2 separate regions of the Rattus norvegicus genome follow, and region 2 is linked to region 1. A link is a contact called in public Hi-C data. All regions are on one chromosome and are shown on one strand. Each heading gives the region's core, a stretch centred on a gene start, on an enhancer-like site or on the middle of the called end of the contact. The rest is flanking DNA. Distances are from core to core; before and after follow the strand shown.

Region 1 (7,620 bases), core at 1,602-4,101:
AGTGTTTTAAGCCAGAAACTATTTCCTGTTATCACGGATTTTGTTGCCTTGGAATTCAGGCAAGGTTCAGTCCAGTGAATCTTTTAGTCTGTCTAGGGCAGATGGAGTTTGCTCTGCTAATGTTGAAGTAGTAGGTGGATCCATCTGAAACCTCCATGTTACCATCTCCTGCGCCTGATGCCTGGAAGGCAGAACGAGCAGAAATTATCCCTAGACTCCTCCGTGTGGCCTCGAGGATCCTAATACAGTGCTGGAGGCCCAGGTCAGCTGTTTGCTTTTTTACAATGCCACTTCTAAAGTCCCGAATGTCACTTCTGCCATAGCCTGTCTGTCTACAGATAAACTCTAGACTCAAACATTAGACTGCTCACATTGATGACGCAGCAGTGATGCACGGCCATCCTCAGTCCATGCACGTGGCCTCTCCCTGTCCCCTCCACACCTCTGTGGCCAGACTCCTGTGCCTGGCTGACACCCTTCTTAGCTGCCTTCTGATCACTTGCTCTGGTTCTGCCTTCCGATCTGTTCCCTGCTTACCCATTTTTCCCACTAGGGTGTGCCCAGCACTTAACACAGAGCCTGATACACACTGAGAGCTTGGGGAACAACCATACAAGTATCTGAGTCAATGAGCTATGCCGTAGCATCCAAACAGTATAGCCTGATCCTCACAAGCTTTGGCAGTGCGCCCACCTATCCAGCTTAGCACCTTGTATGCAGCCCTGTGGTACTTTTCTCCTCAACCACGAGGTCTTCCCTCAATGACTTCTTTTTGGCTACCCTTTTAGCACAGGCTGTCTTTTCTCTTTTTCTGCCTCGTGAAGTCTTATGTGCTCTTCAAAGCCTTACCCAACTATCACCTCCTATTGGAAGCCTCCCAGTCCATCCGGTCCTGGTTCTCATGTGAATGCTCAAATAACGACATGCAACAGAAGCCTGGGTTTTAGCTCCTCAGATGTGTGGCAGGGGTGAGGGTTTCCTCAATCCAGGGCACCCTCTCAAGATCAAGCACACGGACAAACATTTCTGGAAAGCAGCCAGGTGTGTCTCCTACCGCTCTGCTTATGCCACACTTTTGCCTCATCTCTTATCACAAAACCTTCCTGGCCCATCCTCCACCTCTCATAAAAGCCTTCTGTGGGCTGGACCCTGACCTCCACTGCATTCAGCCTGCACTCATTTAACACTTACTGAATTTTGGCAGGCAGCAGCCACACCTCCATTCACTTTACTAATACCCCTATTGGGGAGAAACACCTGTACCTGCTGCCAGAGATACAGCCCTATTGCCCTGAGTCCCAGGGTGAGGAAGAAACAAACAATCAAGTCTCAACAGCTCAGAGCCTGAGGAACAACTAGGAGGGTAATACTCCATGCATGGGTCTGGAACGATCTCCAGGGAAAAGAAGTTAACTTGAACTCTGAAGCCAATTGCCCCCTAAGGGGTATACAATGGCTAAAGGCCTGGAGCTGGGACACCAGCTCAGGAGGTATATTGAAGATCACAGTGCCTGGCCCTTGAGCAAAGAGTAGGAGGGATGGAAAGAGAAAACCCCAGGCCAGGGTTGAAGAGCCTTCCAGATAGAGCAAGACCTTAAGGTTTGACCCAGAATCCTGGGGGCTCTATTGATGTTAGGTAATATTAATGGGAGTCCACCTGTACTGCCTGGACTGTGCTCTGTCTATTTTGCCTTCGTTAAGTCTCACTGGGACCATGTGCAGGTCTGGCATATTGCTGTACAAGATGGAGTAAGTTCAGTGGATGGGACACAGTCCCATTATCACAGCCAAAACGGTGATGGATGGCTAATCTAACTTGTCAACTTGACAACATCTGAAATCATCTAAAATCCAAGCTGCGGGTGTGAAGGGTTTTCTTAATCAGACTATTTGAAGGAAGAATGCCCACCCTAAATCTGGGTCACACTTTCTGGTGGCAACCCACATGGAAGGACATGGAAGAAGGAAACTTTGCTTCTTCCCTGTTTACTGGTAAGCTCACCCTCACATATACCGGTGAGCTCGTTTACCCTATAGATGCCCCTGTATTAGATCCAACTTCTTCAGGATTCCATCACAGACGAAATACCAACACTTCTCCAGCAAGCCGCCAGCACTCCAGCACTGGACTAGGGCTGCACGGACATCCAGCCTTGTGGATGGGACAGCCATTGTTGGACTAATTGGACCATATCCTGGAAGTCAAGCTAATAACTGACCTCCAGGTAGGGTGTGCAGCTTTTGAGATACTTCTAATTATGTATCCCTGGCTATTCTGGAACTCACTAGGTAGACCAGACTGACCTCAAAGTCACAGAAATCTGCCTGCCTCTGACTCTCAATTTTAATGTATTTTTACATTTTATCAGTTCTGTTCTTTCTGAGGACCCTTAATTAATACGACAACTGCCCAACTGGGAAGTATGAAGTGTTTTCACATCAGTAGAGCCAGAGGCCCCTCATGAGGCACTGCTTCTGTTGGGGAGTCTTAGGTTGTCCATCCACAAAATGACAAGGCAGAACTTCTTGATTCGACCTGTACCGTGTCACCAAGTTACCATCTCATCCACATCACCGCTCCTCAGTGTCTCTTGGCAAGCAGACTCCTTTCCCTTTCCCCTGGAGACTAGGCAGAGCTGAGGAACATGAACCTTATGTTTCTAGAGCCTAGAATGATCCACCAGCAGGGCACCGCGACACCAGTACAGGGTGCACACCAGCGTCCAGGGGCAAGGCCCAGTGCCTAGTCTAGAAGCCCTGACACAAGAAGGAAGAGCTGCTTCCCCACACACAGCAAACCAGTAAGTGGTTAGCCCCTCCCATGACAACAGGCCCTCTGCTGTAAAAGGACCAACCAAGGTTCCCTGGCCATCATGACATGCGCTGACATCGTCACTCTGGCTCTACCGAGCAGATGCCAGGAGCTCTTATCTCAACAACCCCTGCTGAAGTCTCCATGACCCTGAGAAAGGGTAAAGCTGAAGTAACCCATGGCTCCTCTGCGATGTCGGGGCTGAGCTGAGCACATCACAGGGAGGGGCACACGTGGGTCTCGCCTCAGTCTTTACAACCCTGTGCTCCTTTTCCATCCTTTAAGACCTCAGAGGGGACCCTCCAAATTACTGCCTCTGTGTTTGTGACAATGGGCTGGTGGCAGTGAAAGACGGGGTCTTTATTTAATGTAGGAACTATGTCAAGAAGACTAGAGTTCGCTCCATCCCTGAGCCATTCCAGTCCCTCACGTTCGTTCAGGTCTCCTGTGCATAGCTTTAAAAGGTGGATTCTGCAGCATCAACCTAAGAAGAGGAGAAGAGGCCAGAACAGTCCCACTGAATGGCAAAGTTTTACGCTGACCACTCTCTGTTTGACTGGAATGGGAAGTGACTGGGAATGGGTACAGGGTTTCTTTGAGGAATGATTAAAATGTTCTAAAATTAGACTGTAGTAGCTGAGGGTATGGCTTAGTAGAATGCTTACCTAGCAAGCATGGAGCTCTGGGTTCATTCGCCAGCATGTCATAAAGCAGGAGAGACAGGCAGCCCATTAGAGATGGCAGTTCAACTCTGTAGATGGACTAGGGGCCACTGAGATACACGTTTTAAAGTAAAATTTAAAAAAAATATAGATGACCAAAAATCTTTCTAATCTTCTGAAATAATTTTAAAAAAAGAACATATTAAAATGCCTATCCCTAGAATTTCCACAAGAGAAATCCCCTTTTCCCAAAAAGTTTGAATCTTCATAGACTACAGACTCCATACATGCCCAAAGCTAAAACCCAGCATGACCTTGGATTTCGCAGCCCAGGGCCTCATGAGTTTGAGAGGGACACTCCAACGAAAGCAGACAAACGGAGACTCAGGCATGAAGAGACCACAGGAATGGTGCCCTGTCCTGAGCCTGAGTAGGCATGGCCCTACCCACAGAACCTGAGTCTTTAGCTTCCCTTTTCTTCCCTCCATCCTAGGAATGGAATCCAAGAAACTCCAGTGTTCCAAGGACCCAGGCGGGCATCCTAACCTCAGCCTGGAGAATCACCCTCTGTCCCCAATCCCTGAAGAGCCAGCCATCCCCACTTGCCCCAAAGCAGTCAGGCTCAGTCCTGGAGTCCTTCCTTTGTTCCTGCTCACACCTCCTTTCTCCCAGTACCCAGCAGGGTGGGAAGGAGGGCTCTCTGCCTCACTTCTGAACTCTGTCCACATGCCCCACCCCACCCAGGGGCAGGGTAGAAACCCCAAGTGACCCTCTACTCCAAGCAGAACAGGTAGCTGGAGGCAGCCTCCCTTCAGCTAAATGCAGGGTCCTCAAAGGACATAGTCTCTCTGCTGAGTCCTGGCAGAGAGAATCTAGTGATCCAGATAGGTACAGCTGGGGAGAATAAGGCTACAAGGGGAAGAAGGAAAGGCCCACCTAGGGTCTCACATACACAGAGTATCTGTGGTCAGGCTGTGATGTTCATTCAACTCAGACTGTCAAAACTAGTGTAAACACAAAAGCCATCCCCCCTCCCTTCCTTTCTATCCCTCCCTCATTCCCTCCCTTCCTCTTTTCCTTCCTCCCTTCTTCCTTCCCCTTCCTCTTTTCCTTCCTCCATAATTCCCTTTCCCCTTCCTCTTTCCTTTCTCTCCCTTCTCCCTTTCCTCCCTCTCTCCCTGGCTCCTTTCCTTCTTCTCTTCCTTTTCTGACTTCCCCTTTTCCTCTCTTCCTCCCTCCCTTCCTCCCTTCATTACACCCTTTCTTCCTTCCTCCTTCCCTCCATTCTTTTCTCCTTTTCTCTCCCTTCTTGTCTTCCCCATCAAGTTTGTTAACCACAGAGAGCAGATGTTTTTTCTAATGTCTCTGAGTTTCAAGAAAACAAATCACTCAGAAAACAAAACAGAAATAAACACAATGACATGATCCGACCTGAGGGTTTTTGTTTTGTTTGGGGTTTTTTGGGGTGGAAGGTGTTCTTTTTTACTTTGCTCACAAGTATAAGTCAAGACCTGACTGTAAGGCCAGAGTCAACTCCACCAGCCCCAGCTGAAGCTGCTCAGTCAGATGCTGCAGGAGCCTCTGCCAGGGTAGCACACTCAAAGGCTGGCAGACAGGGGCTGGGTTCCTTCCCACAGACATCTCTGTTGGGCTGTGCCATGAGCCCCTTGCAGGGCATGGCCTCTGAATTTCAGTTCTAGTACAGAGTTCCACAGCAAGGATGCAGAAACTGCTAACTCCTAAAAAAAATCTGTGCCTAGAGATGCATACAATATTGTCTACCATATTTTACTGGGTAAGAATTTCCAAAAGCCCACTCAAGAGTAGATCCCACCCCACCCCCGCATACCCATTATATGGGAAAGGGGGCTCATTAAGAAACCACCAAAACGACTCTTCCATCACTGGGGGAAGTCTTTCATTGTGAATGAGAGAAAGAGAATATCCAGAGGCATCTGGAAGAGTTCAGAGCAGAGAGAAAAAGAAGCAGACTGAACACAGTCGGGGCTGGGTGAGCCAAGTGTGGAAAAATTGAGCAGTGATATGGAGAACAGTAGCTTGGCGGAGGGAAGCTGGAGAGTTGGAGCGGACCTGGGGGCTTAGAGAAGATTCGAGAAGAACCTGGATATTAGTGTGGAGGCTTTGAGATGTATGACAGGTACTTGTGGATGGGGAGTATAGCAGCCTGGAGAACAGCGAGGCTTTGATACAAGGCTACAGGTATATGTCAGTGGAAAGGCACATGTCCCTTCTGCCAAAGGCAAGGAAAATAGCTCCTTTTCACTGGCAGAAACTAGTCACAAGTTACTGAAGAATGCTGGCTTTTATCTAACTGCCAGAAATCCTTCTATAGTTCAGCTTGAATTGACCAACACTGTGATTTCTGGACAAAAGCACTTCCTGAGACCTCTGAGAGGTGTATCGAGGCAGTAGTTTGTCTGTTTGTTGAAACGGGGTTTCTGTGTAGCCCTGGCTGTCCTGGAACTCAGTCTGTAGACCAGGCTGAGCAGAGATCCACCTGTCTCCTGGGCGCTGGGACTAAAGTGTGCAAGGCCACTGCCTGCCTAAGACATTTAGCTTTAAGACTACCACAGTATAAAGGATCAGGATACAAAAATCAGTTGTATTTCTATTCAGTAGTAATGAGCAGTTGGAAAATAAAATTAAGAAAATAACCTATTCATGCCACAAAACAGAATAAAATATTTAGAAGTAAACTAACAAAAGAAACAATTACACTCAGAAGACAAAAAAAGTAAAAGAAAATAAAACATTAGTAAAAGGAATGAAAGGACGTGCAAATAAATGGAAAATCTAAGTTAGTGTTCACAAATTGGAAAGCAATGTGATTAAAATGGCAATTTCCCCCAAAAAAATTACCATCAAAATCCCTATCAAAACCTGCATCAAAATCTCAACAGGCTGTGCTTGCAAATGTTGTTTAAGCTGATCCTACAGTGTAAGTGGGGACAAAGCAGGGTTGAAGGGCTCATATCAGCCAGACAATAAAGGGCCAAGTAGAAGGGTCTGCACTAGAGAGTCTAATAGCAGAGTCATGCCAAGACCAGACTGGAGGTCAGCACTGCAGAGTGCTGTCGGAGATGCATGCACACACACACGCACACACACACACACACACACACACACTCACACACACACACACTCACACGCACATATGCACGCATGCACACACACACAGGCACGCACACACGCTCAATCATCTTTCAACAGACTGTCAAGTACACTAAGGAGGAAAGCAGAGACTCTCTAATAAGTGATGTGTGCCCCAACAATTGAATAATTAGCTGCCAAAAAGAAATATCAACTCAGATTTTCCATAGAATTACTCAAAATGGATCCATGCTCTTAAGGTAAACACTAAAACTATACAGTGTCTGGGGGGGAAAGAAATCAAGAGAAACTATTTGTGACATTGGATTTAGTAAAGATTTCTCAGCGGTGGCAAGAAAACACCATCTATAATTTTTAAAAATGATGTTAGACTTTATCAAAGTAACAAACTTCGACACCACATCTAGGGGAGGTAGAAAATGAAAAGGGACATCGAGGAGGTAACATGGCAGCATCCAGGCAGGCATGGTGCAGGAGAAGCTGAGAGTTCTGCCTCTTGTTGCAAAGGCAGCTGGGAGAAGACTGGCTTCCAAGCAGTTAGGACAAGGGTCTTAAAGCCACGCACACAATGACACACCTACTCCAACAAGGCCACACCTAATCCAACAAGACCACACCTACTCCAACAAGACCACACCTACTCCAACAAGACCACACCTACTCCAACAAGACCACACCTACTCCAACAAGACCACACCTACTCCAACAAGGCCACACCTAATCCAACAAGACCACACCCACTCCAACAAGACCACACCTCCTAATAGTGCCATTCTCTGAGCCAAGTATATACAAACCATCACATACACCTTGGAACACAGTCCTAATCCAGTGCCCAAGATAAACATATTTCTTTTGAAAAGGAAGTGAAAAGACAACTACAAATAGGAAGAAAATGGTTACAAATAAAAACTAACAATGAAGGAGCCACATTGAGAATATATAAAAAAAAAACCTACAACTCAATGAAACAAACAACCAGAGCAGGGTTAGCTCAGTGGTAGAGCCCATGCA
Region 2 (7,620 bases), core at 3,605-6,104, 68 kb after region 1:
GGGATGGAGATGCTGTAGACTGGTGATATTATCAGAGTAGGCTCCCGAGCTGGTGGCTGCAGATATGGACTGGAAAGGCTGGGCTGGGTGTGTCTTAGGAAACAAAAGGAGCTTGTGCAAAAGCATGCAAGGAGTCGTATGCTTGAAGTGGTGGCTCTCCTGGAAGCCACCGAGCATGAAAAACATGAAGACACAGGTTAGGGCAGGAGAGTGTGAAAAGAGTGCATACATGAGACGTCAGGCCTGAGCTCTTTTATAGGGTGAAGGTGCTGCAGGACAGAGGCAGGAAGCCACTGTGCTCCGCCCCTGGCATGCTACTGTTTGTCTCCCCAGCTGCCCTTCCGCACACAGCCTGCTGCTTGGCAGAGCTCTGGCTGTATGGACAGGGTGCTGGCTGCAGGAAGTGGCCCACCTTTCATGCTTTCTCTGTACTTCCCAGGCCTGTGGCCTAGGGAAAGGCACCGCCTCCCTCTGTACCTCATCTTAGTCACCCATCGAAGCGCCCTTGTGAGGATCAGAGAATGGCAAAACAAGATGACACATCCTAGCTGGGTATATGACGGCCCACAGCTGTAATCCCAGCATTCAACCAACGCAGGACTCGAGTCCAAAGGTCAGTCTGGACCACGTGACAAGACCTTGTCTCAACGTGCCCCCAGCCTCCCAAGAAACCAATACGAATGGGTCCTAGATGGTCATAGTACTGGGAATCTTCCTCTGGCACCTCAGTTTTCTAGTGTTCAGAGAAAGGAGAAGAATGTAGCTGGCACTCTGTGCTAGAGGGTACAGGCTTTCTGAGCAGGATCCAAAGGTTCCTGGTCAACCACAGGTGAAGACTAATTATGTCCAGGAAGGGCTTAGACAGACAGAGATCAGTTCCTAGCAGGTAGTTGGTTAAATTCTTCCCCTTGAAGCACTTCAAAGGTCACCTCACCTGTATCATCCCTAGTAATGAGATGAGCTCAGGGGTGCAGCTAGACCTGGAATCCTACCCTGGAGCAGCCAGGCAACCTCTGTGCTCTTCCATCAGCCTGGTGATGCCAGGTTAGAGACATGGAAGGAGGGAGCGGGGAGCTCCTTTTCACACGTCTTTTGACTCCAGAGCAGAGAGGAACGAAGTGCCACCTTTACGACTGGTCCTGCCTCAGCCTACTGATGGCAGCCTGGTCCAGAGGCCATACTCACTGCACACTGCATAGATCCTCCAATCACTGCCTCCCTCTTGGCCCTTGGACTTTCTGCCTCCTACGACTCAGGCCCCGCCCTGCCCTAGCAGTGGCCCTCTTCCTTAGTCTTGATGGTTCCACCAGGGTAAGAAACTAGAGGCACTTAAACCTGCTGGAAAGGTGGCTGTGAACTGAGCCTGCTTTGCACAATGCATACTCTGGTGGGTACTGAAGCTGCCTTTTGAGCCAGGGGAACTACGGGAACCTACATTGACTGGGCATAGTGTACTTTGCATCTCTCTGTTTCAACCCAGGCCTATTGCTGACGCTGAGATTGGGAACAGCAAGGCTTGGTCAGTGTTACGAAACCTAGCCTTTAGTTTATAGAGGGCCCAGAAAGGAAGAACAATTTGCCTAGGACTACACAGAATTTCTGGAGGAGAATGCAGAGCAGTTGGCTAACAAGAGGTTGTATTAATAAAGGCCTGAGCCCCTTTGGAGGGACCAATGATGTCCCTAACTGCAGGCAATAAGTGAATGTCATAATTCCTCACTCAGCACACAGTAGGCACTAAATAAGCCATCCCTTCTAGGACTCCAGAGGGAGCCAACTGGCCCAGTAACCTCTTGGGCAGAGAAACGGAGATAACACGGGCCCGGAAATCCCAATGCTTGTGGCATGGGTTCCTCACAAGAGGCCTGAGTGTGATTCTCAGATTTATTGCTCTCAAGGTGTCATGCTTGGTGGGCGGGGAAGGCAGAAAGCAACACGGACTCTGTCCTGTTGGACTCCCCTATCCTCTGCAGCTACTTCTGCATTTCCAGGCTAGAAATAAGGGGTTGGGGACCAGCATGGTGGCTCATCATTGGTAAAGGCTGCCAAACCTGAGGATCGGAGTTCAACCCCCAGGACCTACATTGGTGGAAAGAGAGAACTAATTCCCCAAAGTTGTCCTCCAGTCTTCATGTATCTCCTTCCCCTCAAATCAATACATGCAATGTAAGTTTTTAAGAAAGGGGGTGGGGCCTTCTGCACAGGAGCTTCTGAACATGAAAGTTGGAGAAAGATCAAATTCCAGGGCTGAGTGCCATAACTTAGTGGACGTCAAGAGAACAGGAACTGGCCCTGGTGTTGCATGGGGCTATTCTTGCATCTCAAGGCTGAGAGGGGCTTTGGTGCTGGGGCGGGGTAGCCTTCTGGATGTCCCAATGCTGTGACTGAGCAGGATGCCTGTGACTCCCTTCAGCAAACTGATTTCTCATTTTACAAGTCAAGCTTTCCAGGATTTCTCAGACTATTCTCCCCAACCTGAGCCACCCACCGGGTAAGGGCGGGGGACGCAAGGGGGGTGTCTTCTTCTTGGAAATGTACTGAGACCAGGCCATTCCAGTGTCCCTAAAGGTCTGCAAGTGATTTCATGCCACCCACTTTCCCTAGGGATACTCAGCTGCCACCTGTGGGTGGGTAGTGGAGCAAGTTGCTAACAGTTCATCCCTTGTGACTGTCCGAGGACTGAGGCAGCACCGCCCCTACCCCACCCCCACCCGCACCCGATAGCAGCAGGAGTCAGAATTTGCCTCGGGAAAGGTAGTCGTCGTCCCCCCACCCCCACCCCGCACCCAGACGACACCCTTGCCCCATGTCCCTGTGGACCTGAGCTGCAGTCTGCCCTCAGGAATTCCAGTCTGACTTCACGGCTGCCAGACATTCACAGCTTTGAGAATGATTTCAAAGCTAGCAAACACATTTTGCCTTCTTGTCTTGGTGATGGAAGGAGTGATCTTTCTGGCCCTGAAGGAGTTCAAGCCGAGGTCAGATCAGCCAGCCCTCTGAAGGATATTCTAAACTGGGGGTCTGTGGTGGGGGAGCTCTCCAGCCCGCTCCCCTGTTGGCCCGCGGTGCGCTATGATCACCACCCAAGAGGCTTAGGACTCGCGAGTCTGCGTGGCACGTCTGCACTCCCATGCGGACCTCGTCAATCAAACTGCTGCCCCGGCGAGGCCAAGACTTCATCCGCCCGCCCCAGGCCCTGAGAAAGACCCCCGCCCGGGCGGCCAGCCCGAACCCGCCCCCAGCGGTGTCATTGTTCTCTGACGTCACGAAGCGGCTCCGCCCCTCTCCCCCCACCTTTCCTCCCCACCTCCGGTTCCCCCGGCTGGCGGCCAAGCTGCCTCCGTCGACCCGGCAGAGCAAGGCTCCCCCCGCGGCCCAGCCGGGGCTGCGCCCCCTTGCGCTCTTCCCAACTTGCCTTTGTTATTCCAGCTCCCTTCCTCGCCTCGCCTCCGACACCGTGGCTGCCTGCAAAAAGCGGAGCACGGAGTCATCGCCACACCTGGAGTCCCTAGCGGGCTCCAGCCCAAGCCTCCCCCGCCTGCTCTGAAGGGGAGTGCGTGTGCGCGCGCGCGCGTGTCCAGCCCAGACGCTAGTTATCTTTAGGACTAGAGTCCTTCTAATCAGGAGGCGGATGGGGTTGAGGAAGGGATGTGGAAGAGTAAGGGGAAATGTGTGGTATGTGTACGTGAACCAGAGACGTAGTGCACGGGGGAATGCCTCGTGTTTTGTTTTTGTTTTGTTTTTTTAACGTACCGGGGATGGCATACAGCGATATTTGTGTGTACAATTGTATGACTCCAGGTGCACGGGCATATCTGGGATGGAAAGTGTGTGTACAAGTGTGTGTCGGGGTCGTGCATGCTATGCGTGCCTTGCTGAAAGGTAGGCGCAAATCGGCGTGCCGTTTGTGTAGGAGTTTTTGTGTGAGTGGCAATGGACCTGAGCCAAAGGGAGTGCGCGCTTGGATACATTTAGGGGCCGGTCTGCGAGGAAAGCCCCCGCGAGTGGGCGCACCTAATTGTGCTTCGTGAGTGCCCTAAGGCACGACAGGAGTGGAGCCCAGCTCTGGGCTGTGAGCCGGTTGGGTTATTTCCACCTCTGCAAATTGGGAGCGCTCAGCTCGCAGCGCTCCAGGCGCTTCCTACCAAGCATTATGGCGTTCTTGCTCTAAACTTCAAGTAGCAGTGGTTACCTCTGTATCCCTCGCTCCTTCTCATATGTCAATGGAAGCGCACTTCCACCTCCCCCTACGTCACCCGTGGTAGTGAAGATTAGGGTCCTCTCACCCTCTGTCCCAAAGTCTCCGGGGGAAACTCCGCACACCGTGTCTCATTAGCCACCCAGTCACCCCAATTCAGGTGGCTAACAGAACCTAAGGCCCCAGAGCCAGGGTACCAGCAGGAAGCGGGGTATGCCTTCTGGCAATAATTTTGCTCCTACCAATGTGGTCCTTTCCTAGGCACATCAGTCTCCCGGCTCCAAACTTATGGAATGGCGGGGGGGGGGGGGCGTTAAAGAGCAGTGAAGGGAGGTGAGAGGAGGGACGAGAGAGTGAGCAAAGCAGCATATGAGGGTAAGGGTGGCGAGGAGCCTAACAGGGTCTGGAAGAGAGCTGAGACCTGGGCACAGGGAACAGAGGGAGGAAAAGAAGGGAAAGGGGAGAGGCGGAAGGGAAAGGAAAGGGAAAAGGAGAGCGCAGCGAGCGCGCAGATGGAGAGCGAACCAAGGCCAGCAGACCTGCGCGCTGGAGGCGCGGCGCTCCGCTCCCGCCATTACTCCGTGCCGGCTTTTGCGGGAGGCCGGCGGCGCGGGGCCCTTTGGAAATAGAATAGCCAATGTAATCTGACACTTCAACTTGCTCGGCTCCGGGCGAGTTGATTCACTTACTCACCCCCTAACGCCGAGTTCCTTTTCACTGTCTGTGGACATTAAAAAAGCGAGCGGCGGCGGCGGGCGCCCCGGAGAGCAAGCGGCCGGCCGGGCGAGCTGCGATCGGGCCGCAGAGCAAGCGAGCAGCGCCCGCGCAGCGCGCTGACCCTATCGCCGGCCGGTGAGGAGCGGGAACCAGAGCCGGAGCCGAGTGGATCTCCGCGCTCTCGCTGCGCTCCTCCGGGCTCCAGCCTGCCCTACACGGCGGTGGCAGCGGCGCGTCCTCCAGCGGTGGCAGTGGTGCTCGCAGAGCCCGGTAAGTTTGGGGACAGAGCCAAGCGCCCGTTAGCTCCGAGGCTTCCACCCGCTCCCGGCGGATCGTCAGGGTGCGAGCGCCGGGTACTGTACTAGGGCTTTCCGCTTAAAGGTTTAGCTCCGGCCGGGCGAGAGAAGCCAGCCGTGCGGGCTCGGCGCTGCTGCCCTGGCCGCCGGGGGCGGAGGCCCTGGCCACCAGCGAGCACCCAGCTTGTGTAGAGCGACTCCGGATGAGCGCGGGGACCCGGGGGTTTTCGGATGTACGGGGCGCCGGTGTGGTTGTGCGCGCGGACTCGGTGCCCGCCTCCTGCCGGCGCGCCTCCAGCCGTCGCTCCGAACAGTCGGGGGCCGGCCGGGATACGGATTCGGAGGAGGGAGGAGAGGACCCGGGAAGAACTGGCTGGGTCTCCCTTGCTCCTTTTGGAAAGATATGAAGTTGTGCTCCTGTGTGCGTAGGAGAACCGCCAGGAAGGCGCTGGATTCTAGGGTGGCCAGGGGTTGGTGATGTTAAGTTGTGCCTCCAAATTTCTATGGAGAACACACTTTTGTACATGGGAGATGGGGGCGCGGTTAAGTTGTTTTGGGGGGAGAATAGCTCGGGGAAACGCGGCGCGTGGCTAAAGCAGGACACGTTGAGGAGATGTGTTGAGGCTTCTCGTTCGGGCTTCGGAAGCCGAAGGGGCTTTCAGGCCAACGTCTGGCCGGGGCTGCCCCAGTCGGGAGGCGAGCCCAAGGGGAAGATGTGTGTGTGTGTGTGTGTGTGTGTGTGTGTGTGTGTGTGTGTGTGTGTGTGTGTGTGTGTGTGTGTGTGTATGCGCGCGCGCGTTGCAAATACGAAAGTAATTTCCCCGTGTTCTTTCTTCCTCTCTGTCTCCGGCGGCGACGGCGGCGACGGCGGCCCCGGGGGAGTGGGAGGCCGACCCGGGAGGAGGTTGGGGGGCCGGGCCGGAGCTGAAGCTGGGTCCGGATTGTGGGAGGGAAGCTCTGAAAGCTTGTTTCACATTCCTGGCGTCAGGGCCAGGGAGAAAACAGTGGGGAGCACGGCCTCGGTGTCGTGGTGCAGGCTGCGGGATCGCGTCGCCCCCTGGCCGGGGACATCTGTCCAGGAAGCTGGCCAGGCAGGGAGAGGGCGCGGTGCAGAGGGCAGGCTCCCCGCCCTGGAGCGGTGGGGGCGCGGGAGAGGGGCGGCCTCCTCTCCCGGCCATTGTGCGCCAGCAGATTTTCACGGGAGACTGCCCCGAAGCCGCGGGAGAAGGCCAGGAGCCGGCCACAGCCTCGGGTTTAAAAGACACTCCAGGAATGTAAACAACCCGGGCGGGAGGGCTAGCGGACGGGAGCGCGCCAGGACTGCGGGCCTGGGCCCCCCACCCTTCCCGGGGGAAAACGGATCGGCGCGGCTACTCTGCCCTTTCCTTTACCTGCTGAAAACTTTCCTTTCTCTGGTTTACAGTTCCACCTTGTGCCTCCAGCCCGGAGCAGGACGAAGGGCCTCTCCCGCAGCCCGGGCTCAAGGAGCCTGGCATCCCGCACCCCACCCGGGAGCCCTGAAAGCCCGGGTGACCAGATCTCTGGTAGATAGCTCGGTCAACATCTGCCCTGGGAGCTGCAGCTTCTTGGGCTGGCAGTGCTAAGAGTAACTGAGGCTCAGAGCCTGCCCGCCTGGATTGCTTGCTCGCTTTCTCCCGCCCTCCTTCCCGCGGCTCCTTCCCCCGCTCTCCCCCTTCCCCTTTCCCCTGACTGCTTTTCCAATGCCCTGACATGAGGGAGGAAGATTTAACTTGGCAGCCCAAACAAATGTTCTCTCTGAGATCTCCAAGAAGCTGGCTGGCGGCTGGGCTGGCGGGGTGAGTGCATCGCTCGGCCAACCTTTCCCTCCTCTCTGCACTGCCAGGGACATTTGGAGCCCCGTGGGTGGACAGCCCCAGGCATGGACAGTGGGGACCAACCCCCTGGATTTGGAAGGGGCCGGTGGAAGCCCCTGCCTTGGCGCTACATAGAGAGCCATTGGCTCTAGCTGCCTCCTGGTGCCAATGGTTTTCTTGAGCAACAGTTTGCCTCTGCTGCAACCTGGGAACTGGGCCTGGTAGACCAGAGGGTTAACTAGTGCAGTCTCCTCCCTCCCTCGTGGGTGTGAGGACAGGCTGGTTACACAGGCAGGGCAGGAGGCCAGAGGCTGTTCCCAGAGGTGCCTGGTTTTGCTTATTACTGTTTTTTCTTTTTTTCTTTTCTCTTCTTTCTTTCTTTCTTTCTTTCCTTCTTTCTTTCTTTCTTTCTTTCTTATTTCCTTCTTTCTTTCTTTTATTTTATTTTGAAGGTACAGATAAAGGGATAGTGACTGGGGCTGGAGAAACAGGCGACTTGGCTGCTGGTGAATCCCTGCCTGCCTCCCTATGCTTGCACAGTGACTGGAGTGTAGAAGAGGGAAGATTTGCCTGT

Evidence for each region. A called contact is a pair of places that touch in the nucleus more often than the background predicts.
Region 2: a Hi-C map of the A7r5 cell line shows a contact between it and region 1, with 2.8 times the contacts expected there. The contact joins the promoter of Zmiz1 here to the enhancer-like site in region 1. A contact is called at or near these places in 10 of 12 Hi-C or Micro-C datasets (the A7r5 cell line, Schwann cells, frontal cortex and 5 more) and 1 of 1 datasets of contacts at active chromatin or transcription factors (oligodendrocytes).

What each region holds. Positions count from the first base shown.
Region 1 is chr16:963,375-970,994 of GRCr8, forward strand. It overlaps LOC120097392 (a long non-coding RNA gene), which reads left to right. Exons shown (of 3, transcript XR_010058529.1): 3 at 3,968-6,206. Among named protein-coding and RNA genes, the nearest start is that of Zmiz1, 67 kb to the right of the region's middle. Within about 2 kb of position 2,852, at least 1 of the 93 cell types and tissues checked has an H3K27ac peak or open chromatin away from gene starts, as enhancers often do. A contact at or near this core is called in the A7r5 cell line, where this site is marked.
Region 2 is chr16:1,029,306-1,036,925 of GRCr8, forward strand. It overlaps Zmiz1 (zinc finger, MIZ-type containing 1), which reads left to right and starts at 4,855. Exons shown (of 24, transcript NM_001108393.1): 1 at 4,855-5,185. It overlaps LOC120097507 (a long non-coding RNA gene), which reads right to left and starts at 2,699. Exons shown (of 2, transcript XR_010058530.1): 1 at 1-2,699.